Linked DNA regions of Triticum aestivum: region 1 is linked to region 2. A link is a contact called in public Hi-C data. All regions are on one chromosome and are shown on one strand. Each heading gives the region's core, a stretch centred on a gene start, on an enhancer-like site or on the middle of the called end of the contact. The rest is flanking DNA. Distances are from core to core; before and after follow the strand shown. Region 1 holds the start of LOC123087905 (mediator of RNA polymerase II transcription subunit 17). Region 2 holds the start of LOC123087904 (RNA demethylase ALKBH9B).

Region 1 (5,454 bases), core at 510-3,009, 190 kb before region 2:
AAATCACTCTATCTACTAGCTTAAGCTTTGTGCCAAAATCACTCACTAACGTTAAGACGTGCATTGCACGTGTATGCATACTAGTAATATAAAGCGGGAAAAAACCCTATTTTGTAAAACAATGACAACAGCATCAGCGGCTTATTCTAACAACGGTAATGTCATTCGGTTGTCCAAATATCTCGGTGTAAATTTTGTTCTGTTTGTTGTATATCGGATGAACCTTTATGATAATGGACCCAAGTTATTTAAAAGAAATTCTAGTTAATTGGCGACAAAGAGCAGATCCAAACATATATAAAGAATAATTTAAAAATTTATCCATGTACATCCCCATTTTATTTATAAAATATTACTTTCCTGTCTCCCTCTTTTCTTGGCAGGCTATCTCGAGGGGCTCGTACGTACCAGGTCACGAGCACACGATGCATGGGGCCCTTTTTTCAGGAAGGAGAGCGGGATGCTTCTAGAGTAGCGTGGAGTAAGCTGATGCTACTGTGCAGTGCGAATCCTGATCATCTCAGCCGCTAGATTTAGAAAATCAACCGTTTCGATCAAGCCTTTGAGTTCAATTCAAAACTGGTATACTATATAGGAGTATAGATATAGATATAGATATAGATATAGATATAGATATAGATATATCCTAGTCTACTCCATTAATATTGGGTTGCCAATGTGTACTAGGGCATATAGGAAACTTGGTACACATAACTAAAGTAACGAAAATACTATTCTGCTCTCAAGCTCAAATGCACCCTCATGAACAGTAAAATAAAAAAAAATGGTTAAAAAATTCAAAAAAAAACTGAAATTTTTTTGTGATGAACTTTGACAAATGTTTTGTATGCTTGCAAAATTTCAGCATGAAATGACATTCGTGGAAGGCTTGGCAAGAAAAAGAAACCGTCACTCCAAAATGTGTTCAAAACTAGCATTTCTGGAACATCGATTTTGTTTTCTTTTCCCACGACTTGCGCGAATGTTATTTCGTGCTGAAATTTTGCAAGCATGCAAAACATTTCTCAAAGTTTATCGTAAAAAAAATCAGAATTTTCTGAATTTAGTTACTATTTTTTCTGATTTTACTGTTCACAATCTAGCTTGTGTGAATGAGCGGGTTTGCTTGAAATTTAATATAGAAATATACTATGTTGATTATTTTGCTTGAAGTTTTAATGTAACCGTTTGGACAAAAATTTCCGTTCTCATGGAAGAATTATCTTGTTCCACTATTATTTTTTTGAAATGTATTGGTCTTTATTTGCGTTATATTCTGAAGTACTGAAACTAATTAAGTTCACATTTGTTCTTTCAAAAGTATTTGAACCGTGAAAGGTAAAATGTCATAGCTTGTGATAGATTCATCCGTATCTAGACAAACTTTTTAGGACGGAAGGTAATAATAAGCATTAATATTTTGGAACTGTTATGTCTGGTGAGCCCAGATGGTATAAAATCAAGCAAACTTTTAGTAAACAAAAACAATCAAATATAGTACTTTTTCCGTCCCAAAATAAGTGTCGACATTTTTTTTTGACTGAGGGAGTAATACACAGTATAGGTCTGATATAACTTAATTTTTTTGAGACAAATATAATTTAATGAGACTGCACAATATTCTGCTGGAAAAAAGACTCCACAATGTTGTTCTTTTTTTTTTTGAGAATACCACAATGTTTGTTTCAATGATGGTTCGTCCCACGGGCTTGCTTTCTTCGGCGATTCGGCCCGGCCCGGCCCGGCCCGCCCGATTTAGTCCGCACTGCAACTCCCAACTTCCCAAGGTCCAAACCCTCGTCCCATCTCTCCTGCCTCCGGTCCGCTCGCCGCCCGATCCCGCCGGCCGCCGCTCACCGGCGGCAACCACCTCCTACCCGCCGCTCTTTGCCCCCGAGTCCGCCCCGCGTCCCAAGCCTCCAGGCCAGTCGATCTCGCCCCCCTCCCATTCCCCATCAATCAATCAAGGAGCAAGGGGCAGCAGACGGCGGCCATGGGCGACGACCTCCGGCTGGACCTGGACAAGCTCCCCATCAAGCGCCTCGAGGCCATCGACGAGGCCGGCAACGAGCACTACCCGCCGTAAGCCAGCTGCTTTCTTTCCCTCCCTCCCTCCCCTCCCCCCTTCCCTTGGCCTCGCTCCTGATCCAGACCCGCCCGGCGCCACAGGGACACCAGCAGCGAGGAGCAGCGGCTGGCGGCCATCCGCCGGGTCGACTTCTCCTGGGTCGTCGAGCGGGACGCCAAGAAGGCCAAGAAGGCGGCGGCCGAGGACGCCGCCCAGAAGGCCTGGCCCTGGCAGGGCCTCCACGAGAGCCTGCAGCTCGCGCAGCAGGAGCTCACCGTCGTCCTCGACCTCATCTCCACGGTCCGTCCCTCCCTCCCTCCGCATCCGGAGCCCGACGATAATTGACGCCCTCGTGTGTGATGATGTCCTGGTTATGATGGGTGGGTAACAATAACAATTAACAAACAATGCAGGTCGAGGTGAACGACACCGTGGCCGTCGCGACCATTTCCAAGCCCAGGCCGCTGCCGGACGAAATCCTCGTAGACATGGCCGTCTCCGCCGCCACCAAGCTCCAGCGGCTTCGGGTATGCCCCTGTACTAGAAACTAGTAGAGCATCTGCAGCCAATTAATTAGTTGAAGTGGCATGGAATGAGACTCATGGGATATTTGCAACTTATCAGTAAGAGTAGGGGAGTGAAATACACTGCAGAACAAAATGTTTTGAGTAGTTCATGCTTGAACCTACACCACAGACCCTAATTATTATGCTCCATTCCGCAATCTCAGCATCTGGGACGGTACTTCAAACAATCGGCAAAGACGATGCAGCAGCAGTTCCAGAAGGAGGCTAGGTTCTACGGCTCATTGATCAGGTTCGTCTTGTCGCAGGGATTGTGAAATTCCAGGCAGCATCGAAGTGGTGATGCTTGTACCATAACCAGTGTTGTTGGATTTGGCAGGTTGCAGCAGAACTGGAAAGTCAAGAGGCAGCGTGGGAATGCTCCAGGAATCAACAGCTTCATGTTTGATGTGGTTGACACTTCTCAGTTGGACACGGTGGCGATGCCACGGATGTCGTCGTTGTCACTGGTTCAGATCGACCAGGACTCGTCGGGCACTTTGTCTGTACAAGTCCCCCAAAAGGCGTGCCGTTTCTTGAGCCTTCAGTTCCGCCGGGACAGTGCCAATGGCCCGGAAAGCTATGCTTGCAGAACAAAAGGTGTCTCAAGCACCACTTCTTCTGCAGCGGAAGATGATGTGTTGGAGGATGATGATGTCAATAAGTCTGTCAAACAGGCACATTCCATTCTTCGCAATATCCACAAGTCAATATTTGAGGAGCAGGTAGGTTGTCTAAATGCTTATGAATTACTGCAAACCTGTCCTTTTGACCAACTAGAGATCCATGAAAAATTATTCCTGTGACAAAATATGCTGTCTCCTTTTTGGCATTTTTTTGTCTTTCATACGACCTCGCACTTAGTTTAGTGTATGCCTTTGTAGGTATTGGATATGGTGATCCGTGAGACGTTTGTCCAAACTCAAGGTGTCAACGTAACTGGAATGCGTGAGGATTTTCTCCAACTAGCAATTGGCGAGGAGAGTTTGTTGTGCCTTTCGCTTGTGGATTCTGGACAGGATAGTGACTCAGAAATGGCAGGCCATGAAGGGCATAATAATTCAGAGGCGAATCTTGTGCTAGCCACCACCAATGGGAAGCAGGAGCCTTTAAAAAGGGATACCTCAGGGTTTCTTAACCCGAAAAGTCTGGAGATTTACTTGCTACACCTGTTCCACGAGAACATTCTCAGAAAAGTCAGGGAAAAATATCGTAATATTGTTCGCTACCAGAGTCCTGCTCAGACTGCAGAGTCTGCAGGTGAAGATTGTCGCTTGCTAAGTCATTTCTGCATGACAGTGGCTCATAAAACATATTCAAAAAAAGTGCAGCTGGAGCTAGAGAGTGTGGTATAACTACTATTATTTCCCTGTTCATTAATGCAGTATACATACCATGGGTGTAGTAGATTGGCGTTGTAACTTCCTTTTCACTAATGCATGCAGGTTAGCAGGGTTCCTTATCTCCAGCTGCGGTCCCTTCCTACATGGCACTCTAGAACTTCTTCCTGGTCTCTCTGCTTAAGAGTTCCGCAACCCATTTTGGCTGCTGATCGGCCCACGAAGCCTTCAGACAATGGCGAGCCCAAGTACAAATCTTCCAGGACACAGTTCAACACGAAGATTGTCTTGAAGGATGGCCAGATAAGTTTGTTGGGCGAGGGTTCTCCGAGCATCGCCGGGTCATTGACTAGGAAGCCCTCTGACGGTTATCTGATAAACAGTTACAATTGTGACCTGGAGGACCTCCCAACGATGGTTCTGCAGCAGGTAAACTTGTGATAAATAAAACCTTTTAAGTCATTATGCTTTATCGCCGATATGCACTGGATTAATTTATTAACTTTACTACTGTTGAGAGTATTTATGATTCACAAGGTTGAAGCATCAATTGTGCCAGGATAGCGCATGAACCACTTTACCATATTATAATTAAGACTTAGTAAATCCAAAGTTGTTCTATGATTGACTGCAACGGCCGTTGTTCAGTCGTTTACAATTATTTATTGTATATACCATGGTAAAGCCTTGCACTGAATGTATGTGTCCATCGACGTACGCGAATAGTTTGTTTGGCTAGTCGGAATGTTGAGTTCAGCCTGACTTCAGTTAAGAGAATAGGTACGGTGATACGTATTAGGATCATTGCCAGGGCTCCATATTTCAGAAGTTAATACCATCCCCACTATATATATACACATGCATATAAGAAAAGTCCAGAGGCTGAGATTTACTCAACTGACTGGTGCCTTTACGCGCATCTCTTCGGGGCCTACTTTATTGTAAGGTGCTGAGCACATTGTCTGCACATATATCTGCAGGTTGCGAGCCAGATAATAAACTGGCTCCACGAGGAGGCTTTGGTCCTGGGGATGAGCGTGACTCGGGATTTCCTGTGCCTCTACTTCGACCTGGAGCACGGTGATACGCTGGGCCTGGTGGCGCACGTGGACCCGGACGATGAATACGGGTGCATCTCATGGTACCTGACTGTCGACCACCCGGTGGAGGATGACGGGAAGGCACCAGCGGCGGATGACGCCTGGGCTGAGAAGCGCAGGTTCCTGGGGTACCTGTCCCTGGAGGTGCTCTACTCCACCCTCCTGGACCTCATCAACCTCTGCGGCACCGGCTCCCGCCCGCTGAGATGATGATAGAAGTGTGCTGCAGTGCTGGATCGTGTGTCGTGCGATGGTGTAAGCGCTGGCTGCCTTTGCTGCTGGTGGCAGTCTGTTGCTTGTGCTGCCCTTCGGTGCCTTGCTTAGGCGCACTGATGCTGGGCGTGTAGTTACAAGCATAAGCCATGTATTAATTCGGATCCTTG
Region 2 (5,341 bases), core at 1,677-4,176:
TAGCATAGTTATAACAGCATCCAAATTGAATTGTTACCCGCCCTTTACCACGCATCCATTTCTCAGGTTCTGTATATGTACGATCTGACAAGGGGGAAATATTTGTTGTAAAGTTTAGCCATAGAAAGTAAAGCAGAACTGTTGGGGGAGATGCAATTAAAACTTAAGAGTTCGAGAACATTTATATGTTACTAACAATTGAAACATAAATTAAGGAATAAACATTATTAGCATTGCATTGGAAATACAAAAGTAACAAGTTTTCAAAAATCACTTTAACAGTTAGGCAAATGATTATTATTATTTTCATAGAATTTTCTCTGTAAATAAAGTGGAAACTACATAATGAAATTGGATAAACTTAAATAAGATACCACTAGTAATAATAAGAACACGGAACATATTAAGGTGAATCAGGAAAAGTTACATTTATTACATTTCTGCCAGTTTTTGGTTATATGTTACAAGGTTCACGCCAGGGGATGTGCGTGTGGGTCACAATGGTCATCAACTTTGGTATGGAAGTGGGGGCATATTAGGTGCACTAGCACCTTGGGCCCTTGACCTTGAGGTGTACTGGTGCACTAGGCTATGGGAAATTCTAGTACAGCTAATGATCATAGGTGACACAAACAGGACATGTGCTTCCAAGGAATAGGTCATGCTAGAATGTGATGCAGCAAAACAACTGTGAGAACAGCCCATTCTAAAATAGTACGTAAAAATTAAAACAAAAGAGAAGTGGATTTAAATACCAGAAGCAACTGTGGTCAGAAGTCAGAACAACCAAAAAATATGTTCTTTAGAAAAAAAGGAAAGTAGCGAGACAACAGCACACCTACACACTATTGTTAGTTCAGCCATGATTATCATGGGATACAGGACTGTAAGAAACACTCTTATACTCCCTCCGTTCGGAATTACTTGTCTCGGAAATGGATGTATCTAGAACTAAAATACGTCTAGATACATCCATTTCTGCGACAAGTAATTCCGAACGGAGGGAGTATTTCTTTAGAGAGGGAGTAATTTGTAGTAGTGTCAGTACTCATTATATGAGAACAGAAACATGAAGCCAAAATCATCAGAGAGAATTCCACAAATGATACACAAACAGACACCCTAAGATTTATGTGAATGGAGGCATCACAAAATCAGAAGTATGTGAGCAAATTAAATAGATACGGAGTAGGTGCCAAAAGATGGGGATTTTTTTATGTACATTACTATTCACTAGATTTCTCCATAATAAGATACTTCCAGATATCTAGAGTTGGCATTATATGGTATTTTAGTCTATGACTGGCTCCTACCATGAAAGCACAGGCAAAAATTACCAAATACCGATTCATCTTCCTCATCAAGTTTGATTAATTACAGTCAAGCAAAGCTGAATCTGCTATAGTTTTCATAGATCTGGTAATCTAACATATGACTTAAGAAAAGTTTCCAACTTTGGGTCAAGATCCCATATATAGTTAACATAACAAATGTAAATCTATGAAACTTCGGGTCAAGATCCCATACAGTTAACACAACAAATGTGAATCTGAAAGTCATAGCTCCCAAAATAGATGTTCTAGTCACACCCTTGATGGAGAAATTAAGAATTCCCGCGAAAATGAAAGACGGAGAGAAGATAAAAATCTTCTACGCAACAGGGCTACTGTGTCCAGATAGACCTTCCTAGGTTAACATGACAACGGAATAGGTTGAATAGTCCATACTCAACCGAAGCATCGCATCCCCCGGGGTAAAACAGCCTTAGTAGCAGTCATGTAACTGAACTTGGAACACATCATCTGCAGTAAAGCTAAAAAGACTTGGCATGAACTTTGCATCGTCCTGAACTAATGCAGACAACCTCTCTAACCACCCCTGGAACTAGAAGCAAACGTTTCCCTGGATTTTAAGCAACGGGCATACAGTCGAGCACAACACAGCAGGAGGAAAGCCAGTATGTAAGGCTCACCTCCAAGCTCCCCGCGCTTGCCCATCTCCTGCAGGCCGTAGACGCAGTCGACGATGCGCTTCTGCTCGGCGGTGCTGAACACGCCGGCGTGGAGCTCCAGGCCGGCGAGGATGTTGACGAGGCTGCCCTTGACCCTCTCGAGGCATATGAAGTCGTCCTTCCGCAGCACGTTCCGGAACCGATGCAGCTCCCGCTGCTCCCTGGTCAGCCTCGCCCTCGGCCTCCCCGCCCCGCCGGCCTCCTCCTCCTCCCCCTCCTCCCCGTCCTCGTCTGCGGCCGCCTCCTCCGCCGCCGCGGCGGCGAGCTCGTCCTCCTGCGCCATGTCCGCCCACGACATCCGGGGCTTCTCCGCATCCGCCTGCTGCCCCTGCGGCGGCGGCGGGGGCGGATCCGAGTCCCACCCGCTGGGCTCGAACGGGAGATGCCGCGGGGCGGCCGGATCCGAGTCCCACCCCGTGGCAACGACCCTCTCGACCGGCGGCGGCGGCGCCGGCTCCTCCGCTGCAAGAAAAAGTTAGGTGGGAGACGTGAGAACCCAACCCAGCAAGAACCCTAGCAAAAGCGGCCCTTTTCCCTCCCTTCCCCCACAGGCGCGGCGGGCGGGCGTCATCATTACCTCGCGGCGGGGGCGGCGGCGGGGGGAGGAGGGAGGCGACGCGGCCGCGGAGGGAGCCGACGCAGGAGGGGCAGAGGCCCGCGGAGAGGAAGGGGAGCCAGGTGGTGAGGAACTCCCCGGCGATGGCGAGCTCGTCGGCGTCGTACTGCCCCCGCACGAGCTCCATCGGGTCGGCGCCGTCGCCGGCGGCCATGGGGTCTGCGGCTGACTGGCTGGCTGGCTGGCTGGCGCGTGGGGCCGCTCCTCCTCACTCTCCTCCGCCTCGGTCGCTCTCTGCAATTCTTTCACCTTGGGGGAGGTTTTGGGCCGCGCTTCCCACGCGCCGACTCCTGCGGATGGCTTCCAAAGGAAACCTCCGGCGGGGTAGGGTAGGGTGGGGTAGGGGTGCGATGGGCAGGGCTGAGACGATCCTGGCCGTCCGTTGGAGTGTTGGACGGCCTGGATCGGGAGTTGCTGTGGGTGGGATGGGGTGATGGTTTAAGTTGCCGCTCTATGATTGGTTGGTGATTTGATAGTTTTGGGTGTGGTTGATTGATTCATGGTGTGTTCCCTTGTGCTAAAGGTGTGATACCTCACATGTTTACTGGTTTTTTTTATTATAGAATTGATTTGATATATTTGTCTTTCACTGTGTTGTGTGTCATTGGCAACATAGTTAGGGTTATTTGTTCTAGTTTAAATGGCGCTTCGTTCTTCATGTAGGGAACATAGTGGATTGATCTCTTTTTTATTTTTGAATAGGCCATGGGTCATTTCAGGCCATCCTTGGTGATGTCCGAATGCGATTCGGAATTGGAGTTGGTTGCCTAGTTTCATATATAGGAGAGATCAACTCGAAGAGGAAAAAAATCTTAAGGTCGAACAAACGAGTTACTTTGATTCCGAACCAACATAAGAGGAAAGATATTACTTGCTCCACCTGCCCTCGCGCTTCTCCCTCGATGGCGCTCTCTCCCTTTTGTTCTTTTCTCCATTGTTGACAACAAGCGCAAGCATGGTGTTTAGTAATTATACCGTCTTAATGGAAGGGGAAAATGGTACATATAGCCACTGACCAGGGTGAGGATTCCACCTTCTGCGCTTGGAGTTGGAGGCGAGACCTGACCGTTCTTGTCGTGAATTAGTAGTAAGAAACTTCTCACGTTTTAGAGGAAAATGGCCCCAGCACTGGCTCCATTGCAACAATGAAATCAAACAGTTCACATCATCCATTTCGTAGACAACAGCCAACGTGTTGCCTCGGCACATGCCCACTAAGCACAAAAAAATTGAAAGTACAACCCCCGAAAGGAATATCTCTAATTATTGCACACAAAAACATAAAATCTATGATCATGATTTTCATCAGTTTAGGGGGTCGCGGAGCTGGGAGTGGATGACGAGGACGAGTTGGATCACTTCTGCATGACCCGACGATAATTTCATGAGCCATAATGGGGAGCACCTGGTTCACTTCAGCATGTAATCGGATGATGGCAACTATCACTTCTAGACTTCAAAAAGGTGAGGTCACATCAGCAGAGGAGGATCTCGAGCTAGCTGCTCGAGCCCTTTTTGCATCCGTGCCAAACTACCCTTTGCCATCTTCTAAGCGCAACACCATCCACTGAGACAGGCTTATAGCCATCCTTCGTAGAACAATATGTATATTCATCCGCTAAGCATGATTGGAAACAAGCTTATAACGATCATTCATTGGTTCCCTTGTTTTTTGGTATTAATTTATGGTTTCCTCCTATGTTGAGCAATTATGCCATTTTTCCGTTGTTCTCTCTCCCACCTTCTCGTTACTCAACACAAACATCGTTATCTCCGCATAAATCATATAATAGTAAAAATATCTTCACGGACTTGAGGAGTTTGGTCCTAACCTAACCTACACCTTGGTCCTACATGGTGAGGGTTCATAGTACACATCATTGACATGGTAGTTAAACTATTCACAGTGTGGTCAGGCTTATAGCCATCATCCTTCGTAGAACAATATGTATATTCATCCACTAAGCATGATTGAAAACAAGCTTATAACAATCATTCATTGGTTCCCTTGTTTTTCGGTATTAATTTATGGTTTCCTCCTATGTTGAGCAACTATGCCCTTTTTTCCATTTTTCTCTCCCCCACCTTCTCGTTACTCAACACAAACATCGATATCTCCGAATAAATCATATAATAGTAAAAATATCTTCACGGACTTGAGGAGTTTGGTCCTAACCTAACCTACTCCTTGGTCCTACATGGTGAGGGTTCATAGTACACATCATTGCCATGGTAGTTAAATTATTCACGGTGTGGTCAGGGCACTCATCATGCACATGCCTCACTTCTCGCTCCTTTTCTTTTATTACTAACTAAGTTGCATACCAGCAAGTTGCATCATATGAAGCCTTGATTACCGTTTTGGGATTAAAGTGTTGTGTCCAATGTGACTATGTTAGACTTACATGAACAATTTCCATTTCTTGAAGAGGTGTAGTATGGACACATCCGTAAAAAAATAATGGTAAGTATGTGTATATTAGTTTGTTTTATTTATCTCATTAGGGCAATCCCGAACATATACCTTCTTGGTCTCCCTCATGTCCTCCATGTCGGTAGACATGGGTGTTTTGCAAGTCACTTGCCTATACTGATACGTCAATTTTGCATCATGCTTTTATATCAATATTTATTGCATTATGGGTTGTTATTTCACGTTATGTCACAATACTTATGGCTATTCTCTCTTATTTTACAAGGTTTACCATGAAGAG

What was found. Hi-C and Micro-C count contacts between places; a contact is called where the count stands out from the background.
Region 1: a contact with region 2 is called in a Hi-C map of leaf, with 2.4 times the contacts expected there. The contact joins the promoter of LOC123087905 here to the promoter of LOC123087904 in region 2. A contact is called at or near these places in 2 of 5 Hi-C or Micro-C datasets (both in leaf).

What each region holds. Positions count from the first base shown.
Region 1 is chr4A:656,483,624-656,489,077 of IWGSC CS RefSeq v2.1, reverse strand. It overlaps LOC123087905 (mediator of RNA polymerase II transcription subunit 17), which reads left to right and starts at 1,759. Exons shown (of 8, transcript XM_044510027.1): 1 at 1,759-2,082; 2 at 2,170-2,368; 3 at 2,482-2,595; 4 at 2,799-2,884; 5 at 2,972-3,356; 6 at 3,516-3,980; 7 at 4,077-4,400; 8 at 4,952-5,454. The coding sequence starts at 1,994. The coding sequence ends at 5,281.
Region 2 is chr4A:656,292,468-656,297,808 of IWGSC CS RefSeq v2.1, reverse strand. It overlaps LOC123087904 (RNA demethylase ALKBH9B), which reads right to left and starts at 2,926. Exons shown (of 6, transcript XM_044510026.1): 1 at 2,589-2,926; 2 at 1,973-2,473; 3 at 1-84. The coding sequence starts at 2,781.